2 separate regions of the Ovis canadensis genome follow, and region 1 is linked to region 2. Evidence: chromatin contacts called from public Hi-C data. All regions are on one chromosome and are shown on one strand. The core of a region is the stretch at or near the end of the contact, and the rest is flanking DNA. Distances in the headings are between cores, read along the strand shown. Region 1 holds the start of CD47 (CD47 molecule). Region 2 has its middle 210 kb from the start of CD47.

What was found. Hi-C and Micro-C count contacts between places; a contact is called where the count stands out from the background.
Region 1: a Hi-C map of lung shows a contact between it and region 2, with 3 times the contacts expected there. The contact joins the promoter of CD47 here to the enhancer-like site in region 2. A contact is called at or near these places in 2 of 2 Hi-C or Micro-C datasets (fibroblasts and lung).

What each region holds. Positions count from the first base shown.
Region 1 is chr1:176,184,905-176,191,342 of ARS-UI_OviCan_v2, reverse strand. It overlaps CD47 (CD47 molecule), which reads left to right and starts at 1,421. Exons shown (of 9, transcript XM_069552636.1): 1 at 1,421-2,127. The coding sequence starts at 2,082.
Region 2 is chr1:175,974,335-175,981,718 of ARS-UI_OviCan_v2, reverse strand. No RefSeq gene overlaps it. Among named protein-coding and RNA genes, the nearest start is that of CD47, 210 kb to the left of the region's middle. Within about 2 kb of position 2,473, the one cell type or tissue checked has open chromatin away from gene starts, as enhancers often do. A contact at or near this core is called in fibroblasts, where this site is marked.

The DNA.
Region 1 (6,438 bases), core at 172-2,671, 210 kb before region 2:
TTGAGAAATGGAATACTTCCAACCATGTTGGTACATAAGGATGTCACAATCATCAGCGATTGCACCCATCTGGTGTGAGCAGGTGAGCCCTAAGGGAACTTAGGTAGAAGAATACCTGCTATCTAGCAGCCAGCATAATAGCCAAACTCTGTTATGAGCCCTGGGGAAAGAAAGCTCAAGAGTGAAAACACAGGATGCTGGCCAGGTAGCTGAGATACCTATAAAAGGAATGATTTCAATGAGCCCAGACTCTTGCATCTTCCCATACACAGTTGTTACGGTTTAGTCACTAAGTTGTGTCTGACTCTTTGCTACCTAACCCCACGGACTGCAGCCCAGCAGGTTCTTCTGTCCATGGGAATTTCCCAGGCAAGGATACTGGGAACCAGTTGCCATTTCCTTCTCCAGGGGATCCTCCCCACCCACTGATTAAAACCACAGATTGCACCCCCGTTTCCTGCACTGGTAGGAAAATTGTTTACCTCTGAACCACCAGGGAAGTCCCTTCCATACATAGAAAAGTACTAAATTCCTTAACTTGGGATATCTGGGTTTCTTTAATTAACAATAACCTTCTCATGTTCAGATTACCTGCCCTTTGTTGCAAAGCTTCTATGTAACCTGGCTCCTCCCCCCTTACCTTTTTGGAGCAGTTCTCTCAGGGTTATTTGAGAGGTTCCCTCCCTGGCTTACCTTCTAAAAATTCTGCTGAATAAAACCTAATGCTCAACATTTAGATTGCATGTAATTTTTAAGTTGATAATATGCATGCCAATACAGCAGTCACGAAGCATGACTTTTCAGCAAGCATTTTCATCATTTAGGGTAAATGTTAAAGGGAGTTCTAAAAGGGAATTTGCTTCTGTATAAATGATGTGGTCTGTGTGATTCAGAGAGCTAATCAAAGAACTTGTCCACACTGTGGCTTGGAGACATACTTTGAACCCATTTTTTAAGCAAGGTAAACTCAAACAGCATAGAAGAGGGACCACTGCGAGGGAACTAACCAGGCCCAATGACTTTGCAGGAAGGGGCATCGTGGATACTTCTGCTAACCGTTGCGACCACCCCTGATGGTTGCTAGGGTTTCAGCATCAGGACTTAGAAACTGAACAACAACAAAGTGTTCACCACCACGAATGGAATTTGAGTAATCCCTTTCAAAGGTTGAAAACACAACAGAACTAGGCGAGAAAAAGAATGGAGGATCTGAGAGCGGCCGGGAAAACCAAAGCAGACGGGACGCGGTGAACCCCGGAGGGCCCGGCAGCCCACGAGCAGCGAGTGGAAGTTCCCAGAGGACACGCGACCGCCTGCGACCTGTCCTAGGCGTGGTCCCTCCGGGCTCGCTGCCGGCGGGGGAAGCGTTGAGATGCCCCCACACGGTGAGCGCTCCCACTGCAGGCGGCCGAGCTCCGGGGGAAATGGAGAGGGGTGAGAAGTGTGGAGCCGCGGAGGTCCCATCGCGCGGGAGGACGTTGGATGGAGGGAGAGGCGAGCCACTGTGGGGTCCAGAGGGAAGTGGGCTCCGAGGGAGCGCCACGGAGCAGCGCCTGGGGAGGGGGTTCCTGAAGCGTGAGGCTGGGCGTGAACGCAGGAGAGGACCAGTGGAGATAAGACAGGGGGTCCCCAGGGAGGTAAAAGGGAACAGCAGACAGGGACAGGTGCAGTGAGGTCCCCGGTGAGCGGGAGAACACACACTCAGCCTCCAGCGGGTAGCGGGGGCGGTGTGCGGACATTGACGTGAGAGGAGGCGGCCAGGGGCCGCGGGGCGTGACCGGGAAGCCCCGCGCGCGCCACCGCCAGGGAGCAGGCGGGAGCGGGAACTGGAAGCTGCGAGTCTGGAGGGCGCGGCGTCAACAGCCACCGAGGCGGGGCTGAGGGGAGGCCGAGTGCGCGTGCGCGGCCCGCGCGGGCGTCGGAAGGGGGGGCGTCGGGAGCGCGCGCGCGCGCGCGGCCAGGCAGCCTGGGCAGCGGGTCCTGCCTGTGACAGAAGGTGGCGGCGGGTCCTCTCTGTGTCTGCTGCGGCGCCTGCTCTAGACGCCTGCGGCGGCTGCGGCGACCCAGCGGCGGGCGCGGAGATGTGGCCCCTGGTAGTGGTTCTGCTGCTGGCCTCGGTGCGCTGCGGTGAGTGGTGACTAGCTCTTGGTTCTACAGCTTGTGTCTCGGCGCCCCCGCGGGTGTGTGGGCTGCGCCCGGCTGGCCCGGCGGCTCCCTGGAGAGGGTGGCCGGGGCGCGGGACGAGCGGGCCCTTGCACGGGTGCAAGGCCCCGGGTGCAGACGCGGGAGGGCCCAGCGGGTGATCGGCACCCCCTTCCTTTCTTCCTTTCCTTCCTCTTCCTCTTCCCCCTGGGTGAGAGCGGGGCACATCTTCCCCTGTTTGCCACCACCGAGGAAGACTCCAACCGTGCACCTCGCGCAAAAATTAGCTCTGGAGAGAAGGGGCGCGATCGGAGGCGAGGGGTTGGCAGCTGTTAGGGTATCCCTCTTTCGTACCCCTGTCCCTCCCCGTGCTTTAAACGTTTTGGGGGTTGAAGGAAGGAGAGTAGGAGGGCCCCAGCCTCTTGTGATGCAAGTACGCATTTTGGCAAAGTCTGCTAGAAGGGGTTTCCTCCGTTTGCCCTACCACACGAACATAGGAGTTAAGAGGACGTAAAGGACACAAATAAGTTTCATTTACAACCCAGCGTTTAATCAGAAGATTCTCTGGCTGTTTTTTTTTTTTTCTTTCTTTCTTTTTTTTAACCCTAGAAATATAGCTTACTGGGTGGAAACTACCCCCACGCCCCACCACCATCAGCCACTTCAATACAGTCTAAATTGCGCGTTCAAGTTTTCCTACGTTATTTAGGGGAACCGTTTTAAAAGTAATCCAGATTTCGCTTTAAGTATGAAGATAGTAACCTCTAGTCAAAACACATTTGCGGTAGAGTGGGATTTGGTGTCTTTCAACGCCAAAGGCGTTTTGGCCCCCCAAGCTTTTGGAATCCATTTCGCTTTTTTAGAACGTGTGCTTCGCCTGTAAAAACTGAGGAAGGAATAGGAATTTTCGAGGCTCTATAGTGCCTGTCACACTTCACATCTATACATTCTGTTGTGAACTTTTTGTAAAATTCAGAATTGAGTTAGAGTAGTAGTATCAAGCAGTTGTTACATTTAATTCTGGAATGCTAGATTAATTAGATTTTAAATGGGTTATTAGCCTCACTCTACCATTTGTGAAGGCTTGTGACTTCAAGCTGTTTACAAAATGCCCTTATGTCCCGACTTAGCTCCTTTCCCCCTCTGTGAAATCTCCTGGGATTTTGGAGCTCTTAATAATCAATCTCTGTTATCTAAAGGGTTGATACTAGATAGGGTAGTGTTTTCTGTTATCATCCTTAACATCTCGTTGCCCGTTACCGTCATAGCTCAGATAAATACTGCTTTCAGAAACCTGTTGTATGATCGGAAAGCCTTACACTGAACCCGGTTATGAATTTGTAATAAAATATTACTAAATCAGACCGGTGGTCTCAAAGCTAGTTTGAAGCATAAAAAAATGTGAATCATGCACTGTTTTAAAAACAAGGGTCCTATTTTCAAGTAGATTAGAAAGAACTGCTGGAATGGTACTTTTGAGGATAGAAATGGTTAGGCCTCCTTTAGTAATAGGTATGATCACGTATGATTAGCATTTATTTACATACAGTATTAATATGCTTAAGTCCCTACAGAGTCTTAGAATTCAGAATTCATGGTCTTTTATTGTACTTAGTTAATAATGACCTTAAAAAAAGGCCAAAACAGAGATATTATACGTTTGAGTTGTTAAGTGTTGAATATAAAACAGGAAGGGATAGTGTTTGTCATAAGCTATAATGTATTTTTGTACATGTGTGTTTAATATGTAGTTTTAAAAGAGCATGTAGGAAGAAATGTTTCAGAACACAAGTAGTTGTAAACCCAAGTATCTGCAAGGCTGACTTTAGATTCTCGAATGAGTAAGGAAGTCATGGATTTGTACGTTTATTTGTACTCAGGTTTGATTTTGCTTTCAGTTTCATTTATAAATGATTAGTGGTCAAAGGCTATTTCCTGGTAACCTCTACAGATTCAGTTGATCTTCATAGTAAAGAAAGTTATCCAAAATGCCCATTCCTTTTAATTACAGGCAAAATACAGTTTTCTGTATTGATTTACAAGATGCAGAATGAATTATTACTATTCTCCTTTCCTCCTCCCTCCTCCATATGTCCAATTATACGTTGTTTGAAAGTACATCATCAGTTTCAGTGATATTCACTAACTGGTAAATAAAAGGTTACTCAGATAATGACACTGATTAAGAACTGTCTTTTCAGTAATTGAATGATTTTTCTTTATTTAAAGTGAGTTTTTAGAATCACGGGTACACGTGATTTTAAAGCATTTTTATTGTCTAAGTCTAGTAGTAATTTAGCTGGCTTAAACAAAAATGTTTTCTTTTCTCCTAACAGATATATTATTTTGAACCACAATTTGCCATTTTAAGGAAGTAAACGCCTCTTTAAATGTACTTATTTCCGGGGCCGCCCAGCAGTCTAGAGGCAGGGTGCTAAACCATTGCCCTAAATGCCTACTATTAGGACACTTTCTCATGCTGTCATCTGTATTTTGGCAGATGTTTTATGTTTGCCACTGAGTTGTTGATGAAGATTTGAAAGGCCAGGTTCTAAAGTAGAGAAATAGGTGGTTTCCCCCAAATGGATAAACATTGTAAATCCAAAATGCATTATTAAAACTAAGTTTGCATTCCTTAATATTAAGTCAACTCTAGCTAGAATAGGCGTCATTTTTTTTAATACATTCATCTTCTTTTAGAGACATAGTTTTCATGTAACCATTTTACCCCTCTTTTAGCTTATTTTGCTGTCATACCTTTTTATACAAGATAAAAATTTCTGTAGTTTTGTATCTTGTAGCTCAGCCTAATATAATGCACTCTTGGGCTGTGATAAAGCAAATTTCACTCTGTGTACTAGTGCTGATATTTCTTCTATGATAAAAGAACAAGAATGATAGTGTAGGATCAGTTTTGCTAAACACATTGTAGTACTAAAGTGAAAAAAGGTATAGAGCACTCAGGAAATTTGATTGTGGTATACCTAGACTAAGACAGTAGAATCTGGATTTTCATTCTCTGTGGTTACATGGAGTTGAAACAGGAATTAGAAGCTGCTCTGAATATTTTATTCCATCTTCATGGTGTGTGTGCTCAGTTGCTCATTTGTGTCCTACTTTTTGCGACCCTATGGACTGTCGTCTACCAGGCTCCTCCATCCATGGGATTTTTCAGGCAGGAATACTGGAGTGGATTGCTATTTCCTCCTCCAGGGTATTTTCTGGACCCAGGGATTGAACCCTCATCTCCTGTGTCTTCTGCATTGCAGGCTGATTACTTAACACTGAGCCATCAGAATCTGGTCAATCCCAGGGTTTGAGATTAAAATTAGGATTTAAATTAAGTGCATATTTGAACTAAATGGCTCAAATGGTAAAGAATCTGCCTGCAATGTGGGAGACCTGGGTTCAGTCGCTGGTTTGGGAAGATCCCTTGGAGAAGGGAAGGGCAGTCCACTCCGGTATTCCTGCCTGGAGAATTACATGGACAGAGGGGCCTGGTGGGCTACAGTCCATGGGATTGCAAAAAGTCAGACACGACTGAGCGACTAACACACACACACATACACACACACACACACACACACACAAGGGATTGGGTAAGTGCAGGGTCTGTCAACATTGCTTATTCTATTTCAAGTAAGTATGAACCCATGCTATGCTTTAAGCTTTTTGCAAGGCCTTCTGGGGCATACAGACAAATTTCAGACTGTGTGCCTCTTAATAACTTAAAGTGTAGTTTATAAAGAGAAGGGATTTTTTGTTTTTATACCTCAGTAGTACTTAATATATTTTAAGTGCTTGAAAAGGCTATAATTGTGGATGTTACTGCCTTTAAACTGCCCTGGGCCTTATAACTCTAAGTTGACTACTTCTGTTCTTATAGGGACCATTTAAAACCCCAGTGGGAGATCAGTTTGAGTCAGAACTAAACACCTGTGAACACCTGCCTTTTTACCAGCCTTTTTTGGTCTCTGTTGAGGAGAGATCTGACTAAATCCTCGCTTTGACCCTAATTTTAACCTCATTCAGTTTGAGACTGCAGTTCTTCATACCAGAACCCAAGCCTGATGGCAGAAATTAAATGGATTCATTTCTAGCAGGTATCTTGACTCATGGGCTTTGCTTCATTTACCTTAGTGACTGCTGGGGCTTCTTATCCCATTCCTGATCATCCATCCTGAACAAATAATTAACTTCCTACTCTGCTGCAGAAAATAGTGATGTGTGGTGTGGACTCTTTCAACTTCCTACCCACCATTACTAAACTTGTCTATAATATCTTAGGCAACATTC
Region 2 (7,384 bases), core at 1,224-3,723:
CATAATACCAATGAACAGCACTTTATTTTAAAGGGTCATAACTGATCCTAATGGGTAAAAGCTGAAAAAAGTGAGATTCATAAAAGTAGCAGGAAAATATACAAAGTGTCTTTACATCAGTCAATTGAGATTCAGAACGAGGTTCACCTGAAAACAACCCTCCAACTGGTGATTTACATGGTCTGAGTTACATAATAGAGCTGCCACTGGGAAACTCACTGAAAAAAAAACTTTCTTCCTCTGCTGCCTAACTGGATAGTGGAGAGTGAAGTTATGTGACCCTCAGAGAAAAGCAGGCAAATGTGGGGTGCAAGTTGAGGGGGGCAGAAAGGAAAATCAGGCAAAAATGGTTTTGCCTTAATCTGAGAGGTCTTAAAGTTATGAAGAAACAAAGGAAGGTTTGGCACTCTGAGATTCATGATAAATAAAGCAATATGCAACCTCATGAAGAATAAGATGGCAGCAGAAAGTGTGTTGTTTCTTACCAGCTTTTTAAACCACTGAAAAGCAAAGCACTTGTGATACTAAATAAGCCAGACATAAAATGTCCAGTGCAGTGTGGAGCATGTTTTATTTTAAAAGAAGCAGCTCTGTACGCTCAGGCTGTGTTTATGTCTATGCCCTTGCTTTGGCCATGGCAAGAGACACGACCAGCAGATGCAACTGAAGCAGATCAGTTAAGAGGTCACCTTGGTGAAACTTCCCTTGGAGTTGGGGTGCACACGGCTCTCAGAACCTTCACACCGCAGAGACAGCGCATGGCCAGCCAGCCTGTCAGCCTATTCACTCAGGCAATCTACGAATACCTCTAGAAGATTCTGCAGGGCACAGTCTGGCTTCAGTGGAAACCTAATTTAAAGTGATTCCCAGATGACCAGCCTGGAGCCATCCTCTCCTGAATGCAGAGAACCCTGGGGTATGAGGTGTGTGTGTGTGTGGGGGGGGGGGTTTGCTTGTCTTTAGTCTGACATGAATATCAGCCACTTTGATTCCTCCTGGAAGGAAAAGCAGCCTTCAAATTTGTGCATATCCTCCTTTCAACATAATGAAGCATTCCATAAACTGAGTATCCCAGGACTCAATTATAAAGGCCAAATTGCTATTTTACTCACTAAGATAAATAGCTCTCGTCTCATCAGTCTTGCCCTTTGTAATTTACCTTATCTGGTGGACACTTCACAATAACCCTATGAGCAAAGCGTTTGTTCTAGTCAGGGATCTGTTGGTCACAGGTAACAAAAGCTCAATTCAACCCAAGAAAACAGGAAGGAATGGAGGTTGGGGGGATTGTTGCAAGGTTGTAGTGCAGTCTCACAGGAATCTAGGAAACATTGAGCAATCAGGTCTTGGGACACGCAAAATTGAGGTGGCTTTGTGAATTGTCACTCTCTACTTCCACCCCTTGCATCAAGTGCCCCCCTGGTCTGCAGACTTATTCTAGAGCAGAATCATGTGCTGAGAGCGCCACAAAGCCTGATTATCAGGGGCTAAGGTGAGAGGCAGAATTCCTGCCTGCAATGCACAAGAACATGGGTTCAATCCCTTGGTGGGAAAGAGCCGTTGAAGAAGGAAACAGCAACCTACACCAGTATTCTTACCTGAGAAATCCTATGGACAGAGAAGCCTGGTGGGCTACAGTCCATGGGGTTACAAAGAGTCAGACACGACGCTAAACAACAACAAGGTGAGAGGCAGATTGCCAGACCGGAGGGTATAGGCAAAGCATTACCCCCAAGCGATTCTAGTACACTGCTACTAGCTCCATTCATCACATAGGGAAACTGAGGCACATCAAAGTTAGGAGGGCTCAGTCCTACAGCGAGTAAGTGGCTCTCAGCTATCTGAGGGCTTGGGTGTTGTATTCAGACAGATCCAAATTGAAATCCCATAGTTTGCTTGCTGTTGGGTCCTTAACAGGTTACTTAATCTCTTTGCATTTCAATTTCTTCACTATCAAAATGGGCTTATGTCAAAGGCTCATTTTTAGGATTAAATTAAATGAGTATAATCGATTTAACCCATATAATTTAGTACCTGGAATAGAAGAGCAAGCAAAAAAAAAAAAAAAAAAAGATACTAGCCTTTCTGTCATCTATGGAACCCTGAGCTAGGCTGCACCACAGTTTACCACTGAGTGTGATGGGTTCTGGGCTTCCTCATGGCTCAGCAGTGAAGAATCTGCCTGCAATGCCGAAGATGCATGTTTGATCCCTAGGTCAGAAAGATCCCTTGGAGAAGAGCATGGCTACACACTCCAGCATTCTTTCCAGGGAAATCCCATGGTCAGAGGAGCCGGCCAGGCTACGGGTCCATGGAGTCACGAAGAGTCAGATACAGCTGAGCACGCATGCACCCGTGTTACGTGTTCTTCCTTCAAGTGTCTGTCTCAGACTTCCACTCTCAGACTTCCAGCTCCATGGAGGCAGTGTCTCATTCCTCTCGCATCACACCCTGGGCTGGCTAAGCACATTGGCAGTCTCTTCAAATTCTTGTGGAATTAAACCGGTTGAATCATTTCACAAGTCACTCTCGTCCCGCAATGCCCTAAGGACGCCACATCACCATTGTTTCATTGTCACTGGCGTCTCTGGGGCACCAACCTGGTGTTTTTCTCTTTTCCCTTCTTTCTGTCTTTCATGCAGCTCCACCTGGAGGCCAACGGCCTGAGTTTGTCATGAAGTCAAATTTATCACAGGAGAAAAATGTCCCCCAGTAAAGCAGGGCTGTTCAACTTCGCATGACTACAGACAAAGAAAAGAAATCCTGGATTCTACTTCCTGGGTAAGTTATTAGGGTATTTCTTTGTTGGAGTGAAGGGGGAGGGAAGACAAGAAATCTTTATGTCAAGTGGGGATTTGGGGTAACATTTAAAGTAAAGGACTACATGAAAAGCAAGTCCAGTTAACCCTTGAACAGCATGCATTCGAACTGTGCAGGTCCACTTATATACAAATTTCTTTTTCAGTAAATTTATTGGAAAAAATTTTGGAGATCTGCAGCAATTTGAACAAACTCACAGACAAACCACATAGCCTAAAAAAAAATTGGAAAAAAAGTAAGACAAAGTAAGGTATGACATGAGTGCATAAAATATAGAGAGATGTACACATAACATACAAAATACAGGTTAATCAACTACATTATCAATAAGGTTTTTCGTCAAGAGTAGGTTATTAATAGTCAAATTTGGGGGGAGTCAAAAGTCATACATGGATTTTCCATTATGTGAGTATCGCTGACCTTCCCCTGTGTTCAAGAGTCAACCATATTAGAATTATGAAGACAAAATAAGAAGTGAAGAATTGCTTGCCTAAAGGTGACCTCACAATCCTCCTCCAGTTATTTGCAAAGTGAATATCAGCAATGTGTTCCAAAAATCTCTTAGTGAAAGTAAAAGTGTTAGTCGTGTCAGACTTTGTGACTCCATGGACTGTACCCTGCCAGGCTTCTCCGTCCATGGGATTTTCCAGGCAAGAACACTGGAGTGGGTTGCCATTTCCTTTTCCAGGGGATCTTCCCGACCCAGGCATTGCAGGCAGACTCTTTACCATCTGAACCACCAGGGAAGCCCTAAAAAATCTCCTAGACAAGGTGCTAACTTTGAAGAGAGCTACTCCACAAGGATGCATTAACGATAAGACGAGGAAGGGGAAGGGAACTTCTCTTTGACAAATACTATCATGTGTCTGCACTGACCTATGCACTTACAGTACTTCATTACTGTCCCTTCCCACCCTTGCAACATCAATAATGTTCCAGTATTACAGGTGAGGAAAACCAAAGGTAATGGCCTCAGGCTATGCAATAAGTAAAGGATGCGCTGGAGCCCAGCCAGGGGGATGCTGCAGACAAGATACCAGGTCAGTCTTGCTTCCCCAAATTGCTCATTTCTCTTTTTTGTGCTTCAGGCAACTCAGCTTGACTACCACTATCTGAGAGAGAAGACTGGTCCCTAACAGGACCAACAGAGACTAGAAGAAAGAATGGAGTTGTTGTTTAGGAACCAGCCACAATCTTTATGAGTCACAAACACTCATAAAGAAAGATTTGCACCACTAAGTTTCAAGGAGCTATTGAAAGATCGTTCTGATAAGTATAAAATTATTAGCACATGGGCTTTTGGGTCAGACTGAACTGACCTCCCCCTTTACTATGTGTCCTTGAGCAAGTTACTCAACCTTGCTAGTCTCAAATTCCTTAGTTTTAAAGGAGAATAATAGTTATACCTACCTCATGCTGCTGCTGCTGCTGCTGCTGCTAAGTCGCTTCAGTCGTGTCCGACTCTGTGCGACCCCATAGATGGCAGCTAACCAGGCTCCGCTGTCCCTGGGATTCTCTAGGCAAGAACACTGGAGTAGGTTGCCATTTCCTTCTCCAATGCATGAAAGTGAAAAGTGAAAGGGAAGTCGCTCAGTCGTATCCGACTCTTAGCGACCCCATGGAGTGCAGCCTACCAGGCTCCTCCGTCCAGGGGATTTTCCAGGCAACAATACTGGAGTGGGGTGCCATTGCCTTCTCCATACCTACCTCATAGATCTACTGTAAAGATGAAATGCAATAGACTTGCCAAAGTGTTCCTTGCTAAGGAAAATGCCTTGTGCATAGCAAGCACTCAAGAAACGCTAGCTATCATCAACAGTGGATAATTTTAAAGAAATGGGGATTGGTCACAGAAATTGCTACAAGACATCTATTTCTGCTTTATTGACTATGCCAAACCCTTTGAATGTGTGGATCACAATAAACTGGAAAATTCCGAAAGAGATGGGAATACCAGACCACCTGACCTGCCTCTTGAGAAACCTGTATGCAGGTCAGGAAGCAACTGTTAGAATTGACATGGAACAACAGATTGGTTCCAAATAGGAAAAGGAGTATGTCAAGGCTGTATATTGTCACCCTACTCATTTAACTTACATGCAGAGTACATCATGAGAAACGCTGGGCTGGAAGAAGCACAAGCTGGGATCAAGATTTCCGGGAGAAATATCAATAACCTCAGATATGCAGATGACACCACCCTTATGGCAGAAAGTGAAGAAGAACAAAAGAGCCTCTTGATGAAAGTGAAAGGAGAGTGAAAAAGTTGGCTTAAAGCTCAACATTCAGAAAACAAAGATCATGGCATCCGGTCCCAACACTTCACGGCAAATAGATGGGGAAACAGTGGAAATGGTCGCTGACTTTATTTTTTTGGCCTCCAAAATCACTGCAGATGGTGATTGCAGCCATGAAATTAAAAGACGCTTACTCCTTAGAAGGAAAGTTATGACCAACTTAGCATACTCAAAAGCAGAGACATTACTTTGTCAACAAAGATCCGTCTAGTCAAGGCTATGGTTTTTCCAGTAGTCATGTATGGATGTGAGAGTTGGACTATAAAGAAAGCTGAGCACAGAAGAATTGATGCTTTTGAATTGTAGTGTTGGAGAAGACTCTTGAGAGTCCCTTGGACTGCAAGGAGATCCAACCAGTCCCTCCTAAAGGAGATCAGTCCTGGGTGTTCATTGGAAGGACTGATGTTGAAGCTGAAACTCCAATACTTTGGCCGCCTGATGGGAAGAACAGATTCATTTGAAAAGACCCCGATGCTGGGAAAGATTGAAGGCAGGAGGAGAAGGGGACAACAGAGGATGAAATGGTTGGATGGCATCACTGACTCAATGGACATGAGCTTGGGTAAACTCCGGGAGTTGGTGATGGACAGGGAGGCCTGGCGTGCTGCGCTTCATGGGGTCACAATGAGTCGGACGTGACTGAGTGACTGAACTGAACTGAACTGAATGAAGAGATGTGAATCATTTACAAATAGTACACATTTGCATGTAGACAGTAATGAGATAATATCCTTAAATACAGTGTGTTTTCTCTAAGAAGCCTGAACATATTCCTTCCCACTGATCCTGAACCCCACCATGTTACTTATTTACATTGCTAAACTGCTTAGCAACGCCCATTCTAGGCTTGAGTAGAGACATAAAATTTCAATCAAGAATAGGACAAAATATCACAAATGTTAAATAAACATACAACTATCATATTAAATGTCAAACATAAAAATCACCTTTACTTTAAAGTATCTTCTCAGGGTTTGACTCTCTGTAAATTCAAATGGTTCTTCCTATGTCATGTGTGAGGTGAGGGCTTGATGTGTTTGTAGAAATGTGTGGAGCATCTCAGGAAGGGTGTTTTGCTCCTTTTTTTAAGCATGTAAGGGATTTATATATTTTTTGGGGGGGGAGCATTTCTCTGCTTGTGGAATCTTAGTTTCCCCACCAGAGATCAAACCTATGACCCCTGTGGTGGAAGCACAGGGTCTGAACCACTGAAGTCCCAAGTAAGGAACTTAATTGTCTCATACAACAAGTTAGGAAGCCTGGGGAGGCCAGTTCAGGTCTGGAATAGGCAGCTAAACTTGTCTGCCAGCTCTGTCATCCTTATTGAGAAGGTTTTGTGTCCCTGGCACCTGTAGGCATTGCTCCAGGAAAAAGGAAGGAAATGAAAGGCCAAAATGGCTTACAAGTCCAATTTTTCTAGATGCTCTGCCCAAGAAGTCTTCCCAGAAGCTCTTTAGTTAAGATTGGGTCCAAGGGAATCTGTCTTCCCCCTGAATCTTGCAGCTGGGTGTGTGTGTGGGGGGGGGGGGGGTGTGTCTGTGTCTGTGTCTGTGTGTATACATCTTGGGAAAGAATGAATCACTCTGCTCCAGGTTCCAGAATCTGGTCTCATTAATCCTACACTCTCTTTCCTTCCTTTCAAACTTTGATTAGCTCAACAATGATAGAGGGGAGAAAGATGACAGTGATAAACTCTCCCTTCAGAAAGAGATAGAAAGATTTACTTATTATGTTTTTGAGGACATGAATCCAGTCTTTGTCTCAGTTATTCTATCGAGCAGAGTAATTTATGAGCCTCCAATATCCACAACACCCTGAAATTTCATCTGCTACCAATATCCTTCTGCCAAGGATAATGTTCTCAGCTTTCTGATAACAGGCTTTCCCATTCTTCACATATCCTTCCTATTTGCCCCGTCTGTAACCTTCCCTGGAGGAGCTCTTATTATTGGCATGCCATTTTAAATCCTGTTTTCAAACAAGGTAGGAAAAGCAGAAATAAGCAAATGTTAGATTTTATGATTGACTCAGAAGGCCTTAGCTAGGTTTTCCAACATGAATTTTTGAGGGCTGATCTTTTGAATGACTACAACAGAGACTCCAATATTACTCTCTTTTTCAGGTGGAGACCTTGCCATGGTATATACTTTTTATCTCTGTCTCTTTTTCTCCTTCTTGTCCTCCTGAATGTGGAACTTAGCATCAGGAGGCCCACCTCAAAGCTTTTCTCAGGTCTAATTTCTAGCATGATTAGTTTGGAGTCTAGG